3 separate regions of the Danio rerio genome follow, and regions 2 and 3 are each linked to region 1. Evidence: chromatin contacts called from public HiCAR-type and Micro-C data. All regions are on one chromosome and are shown on one strand. Each heading gives the region's core, a stretch centred on a gene start, on an enhancer-like site or on the middle of the called end of the contact. The rest is flanking DNA. Distances are from core to core; before and after follow the strand shown.

Region 1 (3,273 bases), core at 390-2,889:
CGAAAAGATCAGATTTGACAGACGAGACACACAGAACCATCAATATTTTTACATTTGGTAAACTGTTACTGTTAAAGCCTGTGAAAAACTCACATCTGAGCAATTCATGTGACTTCATTCTCTATTTGAGAGTCATCTTTAAGCTGCCCTCACCAAAAGCCTTTTATATAAATTACTAAATACGTTTCAGTAGATCAGTACTTTTTCCTTGTGTCATTTGATCGTTATTACAGTACATATAACTCATTTTTGGTTTGTTTTATTTTTATGTTTGTATTATTTGGGTTTTTACCACAATCTGGTTCAATTCCATGTTAGCAGCTCCTTTAGAAATGATTCCCAGGAAAAAAAAAACATGACGTGTTCAATTTTTATTTTCTCTGCTGTAGATAGATTTGATATTTCATCACAAATTATTGACATCAAGATGTTTTATGGTACTTATTAGTAACTGCATGAAAACAATCCTCGATTCGTCAATTATCTTGTGAAAAGGAACAAAAGCTGTTGACGTCCTACTTCTTCGAATTGTTCATTTTACCAAAGAAACTGCAGTCAAATGTACAGTATTACTGTACATAAATGTAACGTTATTGACGCGTAATTATCATGTTATAGACGTTATCTATTTCTTGTCTCTCAAAGTGACGAACGAGCACAATTTTAGCTAATAAAATCGTATTTAATGCTGTACTGAATACAAAAGTCATCCCTGAACGGTGAGGAAAATGAACAGTAAATGAAACCTCACAAAGAAAAGCTGGAGCACAAGTCAAAACAGTGTGATTTTGTAGATTTTTTTTATTGAAAGCTTCATCAAAAGAAACAAAAATAAAAAATGAACAAGTTTAAACCTAACATCCACTGGTCTACAGACACTCTCAGGATCACAGCTCGAGCACATGGGAGGCAAGAAAGTGAAGCAACTCAAAACGAAATTAAAAATCGTCGTTAGCATCGTAAAACTGTTCCGCGTTCATAGTTCAACAACACCTGTACAAAAAAAAAACATTTCCATAAATATTTCTCTATTTCATCTGCCAGTACGTTAGTGTCTAATTGAGGTTTTGCTGTTTGTGTTGAATTTGGTTGAACGTAGTTGCGCTGTTTCATAACAGTCCATCCAGCGAATGAACATCGGCCATTCAATGACCCCAACTGCGACAGCCAATCAGATGCACAGATATAATGCATGGCTTGGACCTCACAGCCAATGAATGGAGCAAAGGGTTTCTATGCCTTCGAGTGGATGGAAAAAAGTGTTTTTAGCTTACTAAATTACAGCTGGGATGAGAAAACTCCATTCAAACCTTCAGCTTCATCCCACACAATTATTCACTCTTTCATGAAGAGACTTCCTTTCCGTCCCCAAGGCCCAGACCACTTAAATACTGAATGCTTGATAGCAGCGAGCACATGATAAAAAGAACTCTCCAAAAAGACAGTGGATAAACACAAAAACACAGTGACTTTTTTTTCCTTATTTTGTATCTTTTTGTTTTGAAAATGAAAAGCTAGCTTCATGTCCTTATTGTAGCAGTCATCATGAACTTGGCATCGCTTTAATCCACAGTGTGAACTTTTCTCAGCTCACTGTTATGGTCATCACAGAGGATAAAGTACACCAACTTTGCTTTAATACTGTCCCCTAGTGGCTAATTGAGCTCATTACGTAGAGAATAAAAACAGACTGAAGCGTTTATGATGACTTTCAAAAGATCTTTTCAAAAGTCTCTCTTTAATGACAGAATAATGTATTCCCAGAGCACCTCGACAACTCTAATTACCCCGACTGTAAAACCTATTTATGAGCGGCCATGATTCCAGTCTATAATTCAGCATGTGCGTGGAAACTCTTTACTGACGTCTTAATAGATCTGGCCGCGTTCAAATCACGCGTAATTCAAGGTAAATAAAGGACAGCAGCCTTGTTGCTGTATTAAATGGATAGTTCATCCAAAATAAATGTGAACAATTTTGTCATTCCAAACCTGTATGACTTTCTCTCTGCTAAACGTGAAATAAGATGAACACCCACCAGAAAATAATGTTCTGACTTTAATTTTTCATCCTGTCAGTCATCCTGTCGCATTTTTACATTCTCAATTCTTTTAATTTCCTGTCTTATTGTGAAGAAATAAACCAGCATATTGATATGTCGGTTGTTTCTAGGGGTGTGTGTGAAATTCATGGTCTGCAATAATATAATAATTGTTGTTTTAACGATTTGCGAGCTGACATTATCGAGAATGTCACTCCCTTTGCGTAAAACAAAAAAAAAACAAAGTCTAATAAAGTCCAAAAGCGTTCACTGCCTGATTAATACTATTAGAATGAAGAATGAGCCTATAATTCAAGTTATGAACGCCCTGTATGGGTTTTTGTTTTATATAAGACATTATATAGTTCAATAATATCCCACAAACAAGAGTGCCATTTCCAGCATGTGAGCATGATTGCAAATGTGATATTGATTTTATACTCAGTCCAACAAAAAAGTTAATACTGAGTGACTTACATTTGTCCACAATACCATCTTATGTTATAGGGCTATATTTTTTTGGCAAAAGTCCAATGTTTTTGCTTGTTTTATTCCAAATACCACTGCAATATAAACAAAGATTGTGTACCTTGAAGGTATTTAGTAAATTTCCTACTGCAAATATACCAAAACTCAATTTTTGATGAGAAATGTGCATTGCAAAGCACTTTAGACATATTTAAAGGCAATTTTCTCTGTATTTTTTAACTCACATGTTGCAGATATTCAAATAGCTGTGTCTTTCAAATGTTTATTCATTTTCCTTCGACTTAGTTCCTTTATTCACTAGGGGTCCGCCACAGCGGAATGAACCGCCAAATTATCTAGCATACGTTTTTCGCAGCGGATGCCCTTCCAGCTGCAACGCAGTACTGGGAAACATCCATACTCACTCATTCACTCACACACACACTACTGCAAAATTTAGTTAATATTTATAGTAAATATATCAAAAGTCAATTTTTGATTAGTAACGTGCATTGCTAAGCACTTTAGAAAAATTTAAAGGCAATTCTCTCTGTATTTATTATTCATTTTTTAAACTCACAGATTACATATATTCAAATAGTTGTGTCTCTGTCATATATTGTCCTTATCAAACCAAGTATACATTAATGGAAAGTTTATTTATTTATTCAGTTGATGCATATATCTCAATTTCCAAATTTACACTTTTGACTTGTGGTTTTAGGTTCTAGGGTCACGTTTTTTTGGGTTGTTTTACCATTGAA
Region 2 (3,273 bases), core at 200-2,699, 150 kb before region 1:
TACATAAATAAATAAATGTATTTATAATTTGTATTACATACATATATAATTATTTGAATAAATCATGTTGGACCAACTCAATTGCATTTAATTGTGTAAATCTTTTTTTTTTTAGTTTTTTGTTTTTGGTGCTAAACAAATTGATTTGATGAAAATCCTGCCCTTAATTAAATTGAGTTCATCCGTTAAAAAAATGCTGGGATCTACACAATCAGACAACAAAAAAATTGTGTTGGGACAACATGAAGGAATTAAGTTAACATAAGTTTTTACAAATTTAAGTGAATTGAACATAAAACAATTAAGCATAAATATATGTATTTATATCTTAATATATAAATATAATAATTTTCTCAAATACACAAACATCTTTTCTCAAAAAAAAAAAAAAAACGTTTATGGATGTGATTATTTGCTAAAAAATTTTGCTCAGCACTGTTTTTTTTTTTATTTATTCGAAGCCATTGGATTATATATTATTTGTATATTTAATATTAAAGTTTAAAATTTACACTGAAGGAACATAGAATTGACATAAAAATGTGTTTAATATTTAATATTAATTTTATTGGTTTGTGCAGTAAAATAAATAAATTCACTGATGTGTTTATTCTGTGTTTTTTTATTTTTAATAATTGGCTTTAAAAGTTTATACCTGATACTGTCTGTTATACTTGTAAATCTGTAATTAAAGATGTAATAAAAAATCTAAATTCATATTTATGATAATAATTTAATCTGGGTGTCACAGTGGTGCAGGGGGTAGCACAATCGCCTCACAGCAAGAAAGTTGCTGGTTTGAGCCCAAGCTGGGCCAATTGGCACTTCTCTGTGGAGTTTGCATGTTCTCCCTGTTTTCATGTTCCTCCGGGTGCTGTTTCCCCCAAAGTCCAAAAACATGTGCAATAAGTGAATTGAATGAGCTAAATTGGCTGTAGTGTTGGTAATTTCCCAGTGTTGGGCTGTGGCTAGAAGGGCATCCACTGCGTAAAACGTGTTGGATAAGTTGGCAGTTCCTTATGCAGTGGCAACCCCAGATTAATAAAGGGACTAAGGTGAAAAGAAAATGAATGAATGAATAATTTAATCTCATTTTGTTATATAAATTATTTGTTGTGCAGCCATTCAGATAGAATAAATGCTAATAGATACTAATATTATTCACAGTTTCTCAAAATCTCAAATAACCAGTTTTCTTTCTCAGTCTTTGGATATTTTCATATTAAATAAAACATAAATACAGATTAAGCAATAGTTTTGCTGAATGCTCAGTGTGTTCTTCTTAAACACATTGTTTCTTGGTGCCATAACTTGATTTCAACAGTTTCTTAATGGCAGCAAGAAACCTGAAACTTCTATTTAAATGCCAAGCCAATTACACACTGCAGTCTGTGACATTAACATCCGGTTCTAAGAATCGCTTCCTTCTCTTTTATTGTCCTCTGTGGTTTCTTAGTCTCAGTGAAGGAGAATGAATGCAGAAAGTTTGGGCAAACAAACTCTGCATGAGGAGGTTAGGAGAGAGCCGACTGAGGATAATGAATTGAAGAGTTTGTCTGTTCAATAGAAGAAAAAGCAACTCTGAAGGACTTGTATATTCTCGTGTGTGTTCATTTGTTTTGAATGATGGAGTTACGATCACAGCGCTGCGGGCCTTTATATCTCTGAAGACAACTGTAGCTAGGCGGTGGAAACGGCTGATGGCTGCGTCTGGATTAAGAGTTCACTTTGATTCAATGCTTATTTGGTTTTTAGTTCATTTGCTTGTTCATGTTACTGAGGATTCAGTTCACTGATGTTGACATAAGCCACATTCTCTATACTTAAAGTTGTCAGTCAAACAGGTGAAACCTACTTTAAATGAGGGACCTGAAATAAGGGTTTATTCATTTGTTTATTATATTGATATTACTGTAAAAAGTGATAATTTACTTTACAAAATTGAGTAAACTCATTGCCTTAAAAGTGTCAAGTTGACTTGACTTTAGTGAAGTCCCAAGTTAAAGTCACAAAAAGGGTTTACTCTCTATTTAAGTTGATTTGACCATTTATTTTATGATTATGCACACAGTTCATTTACTTAAAAACTTTAGAGCAATGGGTTTACTCACTTTTTCAAGTAAGATCTACTAATCATTTTAAAAGCAACAATTTTACTCGCTTATTTTAAGTAAGGTCAACTAATAATTTTTTAAAGTATATAATAGTTTGATTAATATTGACTGCAATCAATACAGGGGTGATTTTTTTCAGGACCATATGATCATTAGATTAACCCTTTTTGGTCACACTTTTACTAAGGCTCAATGGGCTATATGCACAGCGTTTTTCAGCCAATGGTGAAAGCTCAATGAGACTATTTTCAATTTTATATGGTTCGTTTGATGTAGCAATGTAATCACAATATATTCAGTTAAATAGACTTAAGCATTCATTTAGTTATTAAATTATAAAAATAGATGAAAGACATTTAAATGTAGGCACCATCAATAGTAGCAGGCAAGCGCAGAAATTCCATTGAAAATATTGGGGTAAAATTACTTTCCATATTTTAAAGACATGGCGTGAAAAAAATCTAATTTAATGCAGTGCTTCTTGTTTGGTCTGAGACTTACTTTATATCATATCTCAGCCAGGCAGTGTAAATTACAGTTTTTTTTTATTTTAAGAAATTACATCTAAAACAAGGCGATTTTGTATAGGATGATAATTAACCGAAAGCCCTGGGGCTGGCCGACTGAAATTAAAAGTCTGTGTGCATATACCACATTAGTTAATGTTAGTTGATGTTTTTATAATATGAACTAAGAATGAACAATATTTGTACAGTAGTTCAACATTTACTTCTATATTAAAATCCAAAAATGTTCTTGTTAACTTTATTACACTGTGAGTTAACAAGAACTAACAATGAAAGACTGTATTTGAATTAACATATACAAATAAAGATGAACGAATACTGTAAAAATAGTATTTATTGTTTATTAATATGTTAAAAAAACATAAACTAATAATAAAGTAAAGTAATGCGTAAAAGTACAAAGATTTGTTTCAGAACTATTTCTAAATTCAGTTCAAATTTCCAGCAAATTAATAAATTAACAATAATAACGAAATGTGGTAAAAAACTGAGCTATATCCAAACACACGTCCTATTCCTGTGCCCCATATGGCGACGCATATGTCTCCAAAGCAAATCTAAACTTAATTTTATTACAACAAATATAAATATGCATATAATAAATAATACTACTACTAATAATAAAATTATAA
Region 3 (3,273 bases), core at 413-2,912, 140 kb before region 1:
AAATAGTGACCTTCTTGCTGTGAGGCGACAGCACTACCTACGGCACCACCACGTCACCCAAACTAACGAATTCTTCACATTAAATGAAGTCGACTTCACAGTCACACATATTTGAGGTCTCGTAAATCTCTTTTTTAGTATATTATATTTAAAGATTTTAGTACTCTTATCTATTTACAGCCATCTCTAAAAAAAAATGGAGACTAGAGACTAAACTGTTTACTCCATCCCTCACCGAAGGAGAAATGTGAATGCAGTACGGTTTCCTCTGGTCTCTCCAGAACCACAACAACAACAAATGCCAAGAATCTGAACGGGTCCATAAATCCTATTCTGAGATCAGCGCCACAGAGCGGTATTTATAGCCCTTCAGCCTCTCCGATACCAGTTCATTCCCTAGTCTGCTTCTTCCCTAGACGCTCCAGTGGTTTTAGGGGGCTAAAATAGTAAAGAAACAATAGACGCTGGGGAAAAAAAGACGGTGAGAGGAACAGGGGTGTGTTTCAGCTGCCGGGGATAAAAATGTCCCGTCTGGGGGACTCGTCGTTTTCTCTGTCATTATGGTCGCTGTCGGTCCCTCTCAGGAATTTCAAAACTCTCACTCCAAAACAAAGCTGAGCTCCCACATGGAAAAAAAAAACAACCTATAGGCATTTATAGTAAACTTTATTGTGTTTTTAAGTTATTCAAATTAGCCTACTTGTATTACTCTGTAATTATTCTATAGTCGCTATTGTAATATTAACAAAACCCAATACTGTACAACGTTTTCTAAAAATTATATACACTCACCGGCCACTTTATTAGGTACACCTTACTAGGACCAGGTTGAACCCCATATTGCCTTCAGAACTCCCTTAATCCTTCATGGCATAGATTCAACAAGGTACTAGAAATATTCCTCAAGAGATATGTATATATAATTACCTTTATCTATAGCAGTGTTTTTAAATTATTCATATTTTAGAAGTCATATTTTAAAATAAATAAATATAAAAAATAAATAAATCAAAATAAAAAGTAATAAAACTAAAACTAATAAGTAAAACTAAAAGATGAAAATGAGACGAGAAATCAACTTTAAAATGAACTGATTGAAATTGCGTCATACGAGTGTACACTGGGGAGATTAAATATTGAAGGAGAAGTGCTAGGAATTGGGATAATCTCTGGCGACCATTAAAATAAGTATGTCTTACAAGGCTACAACAACCTTAATTTCCATGTGTTTAAATATTATATATGTTGTTTTTTTCTTGGTGTTGATAGTTGTCTAAATATGTAACATGTATCATATGTATGTGTGGGATAAAGTGTGTTCTTTGGGTTCTGACTAATAAAAAAAGTTGAATTATAAAATAAAAACTTTAAAACGAACAAGAATTGCTGCCCTATATGTCCCATGAAAATATAATATTTAATATGAAGACCACCAAAACTTACAACACAAACTAAAAATGAAACAAATACTAAATGATCAAACTGACTTTTTTTTGACAGTTTCTGACTGTTTCTACACACAACAGTTTCTTGATTTAGCAACAGCCAAGCAGAAACCCTGAGGCTCATATACAGAAATGCAAGTGTCAGTTCACTCAGGCACATTTGAAGGCTGATTTTCATTTCAGGAGTTTGGTTCCCACAAAACCAGCTAGCGTGACAACTGGTTAAAAGAATGCTTGTTAAGACTAACTGAAAACATTGTTGCAACTAACGGCTGTCTTACAGGTAATCTGCCAGTCAATCACACATTTCCCAGGCTGAAAGCTAATAAAACTGTCTAATAGTGGAACAAGGGTCAAAAATGAATGAACATTCCTATTAAAGAACAATGTTTGCTTTGAGTTGATTTGCAAAGGGTGTACTGTTTTAAGCGTTGAAAAAACATATTTTATTAGATACTGTGTGTTTTGTATTCACTGCAACAAAATTTAACCTGTTTTTTGGGGGGGGAAACTGCATGTCATATAACATGTTGGGTTAATGAAGCATGTTTTCATCCTGGCATAAAGCAAATCTTTACAAAGTTTGCAAAAAAAAAAAAAAAAAAAAAAAAAAAAAATCAAGCCATTAGAGCAGTTCACTGTAGTATTGGTAACCTAGTAACCAACGATACACCTAATAGAAAAAGCTGATTAGTAACAAGGCTGTAACGTTCACTATGTCTAAATTTATCCAGCTAATTGGTTCCCATTTGCTATTATTTATTCATTCATTTTCCTTTGGCTTAAGGCTGTTTTATACTTCTGCATCAAGCACACTCGTATGCTCCATTCACGCAGTCGCATAGCCTTCGTCGTGGTTGACGGTGATGCGCACCTCTCAAAAAATATAACTTAATGTCACAACTATGCGTAGCACAAGCTCTGCGATTGGTCAGGTTGGTAATTGTGACCCGTGTGGACAGGACAGTGAGCCATGCGATACCGTTGGAGTGAGTCATTGCAAGTGTTGAGTTCTCTGAAGTAGCTCTATATGGAAACAGTTGTTTAGTATTTACCTTCTGATTAAAGTTGCTGAATGTCCGCTGGTTCCCACCTCAGAATGAGCGAGTTTTAGCTACTAGTACATTAGGGTAGTGGTCAAAAAAAAAAAAAACACCCATGAAGAAACTCAACATAGAGGAACATAAACACCTACTGCTAGCTAGCATTTGGAAGTTTAAATGCATGACTACACTCTGATCACTCACAATTATAAAGCAGCCTTTAGTCCCTTATTTATCAGGGGTCGCTACTACAGCGGGATAAACCGCTATCTATTTTAGCATATGTTTATGTCCTTCCAGCCACAACCCAGTATTGGGAAAAATCCATACACTCTCGCATTCACACATGCACTCATATACAACGGCCAATTTAGTTCATCCAAATAACTTATAGTACATTTCCTTGGACTGTGGGGGAAACCGGAGCACCAAGAGGAAACCCACATGAACACGGGGAGAACATGCAAACTTCCCAGCCAGGACTCGAACCAGTGACCTTCTTGCTGTGAGGCAACAGTGTTAACCACCGTGCTGCCCTATTTGCAATAACAAAGCTATATTAGCCATTTCTACTTCAAAATGCACATTAACAGGGTGATGGAAACCCAGCTATAGACAAAAGATGATTCAAATATTCACAAGTGTGCAAAATTTAGTCAACTCTGGCATTTTCGGCAACTTCTCTGATTGGCTGTTGCATTTAAAAGATCGGCAGACACATGTTATTGGATAAAAGCGCTGCAAAAACCTCAATCCAGTGTGCAGAGATTTAAGTGAAGTTTATT

Evidence for each region. Hi-C and Micro-C count contacts between places; a contact is called where the count stands out from the background. HiCAR-type assays count read pairs that join an accessible place to other places.
Region 2: a Micro-C map of caudal fin shows a contact between it and region 1, with 5 times the contacts expected there. The contact joins two enhancer-like sites. A contact is called at or near these places in 5 of 18 Hi-C or Micro-C datasets (caudal fin, embryo, hematopoietic stem cells and 1 more) and 1 of 4 datasets of contacts at active chromatin or transcription factors (caudal fin).
Region 3: a HiCAR-type map of caudal fin shows a contact between it and region 1, with 14 times the contacts expected there. The contact joins two enhancer-like sites. A contact is called at or near these places in 7 of 18 Hi-C or Micro-C datasets (caudal fin, embryo, hematopoietic stem cells and 2 more) and 1 of 4 datasets of contacts at active chromatin or transcription factors (caudal fin).

Annotation. Positions count from the first base shown.
Region 1 is chr16:44,046,277-44,049,549 of GRCz12tu, forward strand. rbms3 (RNA binding motif, single stranded interacting protein) reads right to left here. Exons shown (of 14, transcript NM_001431058.1): 14 at 784-3,273. Among named protein-coding and RNA genes, the nearest start is that of tgfbr2b, 67 kb to the left of the region's middle. Within about 2 kb of position 1,640, at least 15 of the 62 cell types and tissues checked have an H3K27ac peak or open chromatin away from gene starts, as enhancers often do. A contact at or near this core is called in caudal fin, where this site is marked.
Region 2 is chr16:43,893,847-43,897,119 of GRCz12tu, forward strand. No RefSeq gene overlaps it. Among named protein-coding and RNA genes, the nearest start is that of stt3b, 9.3 kb to the left of the region's middle. Within about 2 kb of position 1,450, at least 6 of the 62 cell types and tissues checked have an H3K27ac peak or open chromatin away from gene starts, as enhancers often do. A contact at or near this core is called in caudal fin, where this site is marked.
Region 3 is chr16:43,910,844-43,914,116 of GRCz12tu, forward strand. No RefSeq gene overlaps it. Among named protein-coding and RNA genes, the nearest start is that of stt3b, 26 kb to the left of the region's middle. Within about 2 kb of position 1,663, at least 7 of the 62 cell types and tissues checked have an H3K27ac peak or open chromatin away from gene starts, as enhancers often do. A contact at or near this core is called in caudal fin, where this site is marked.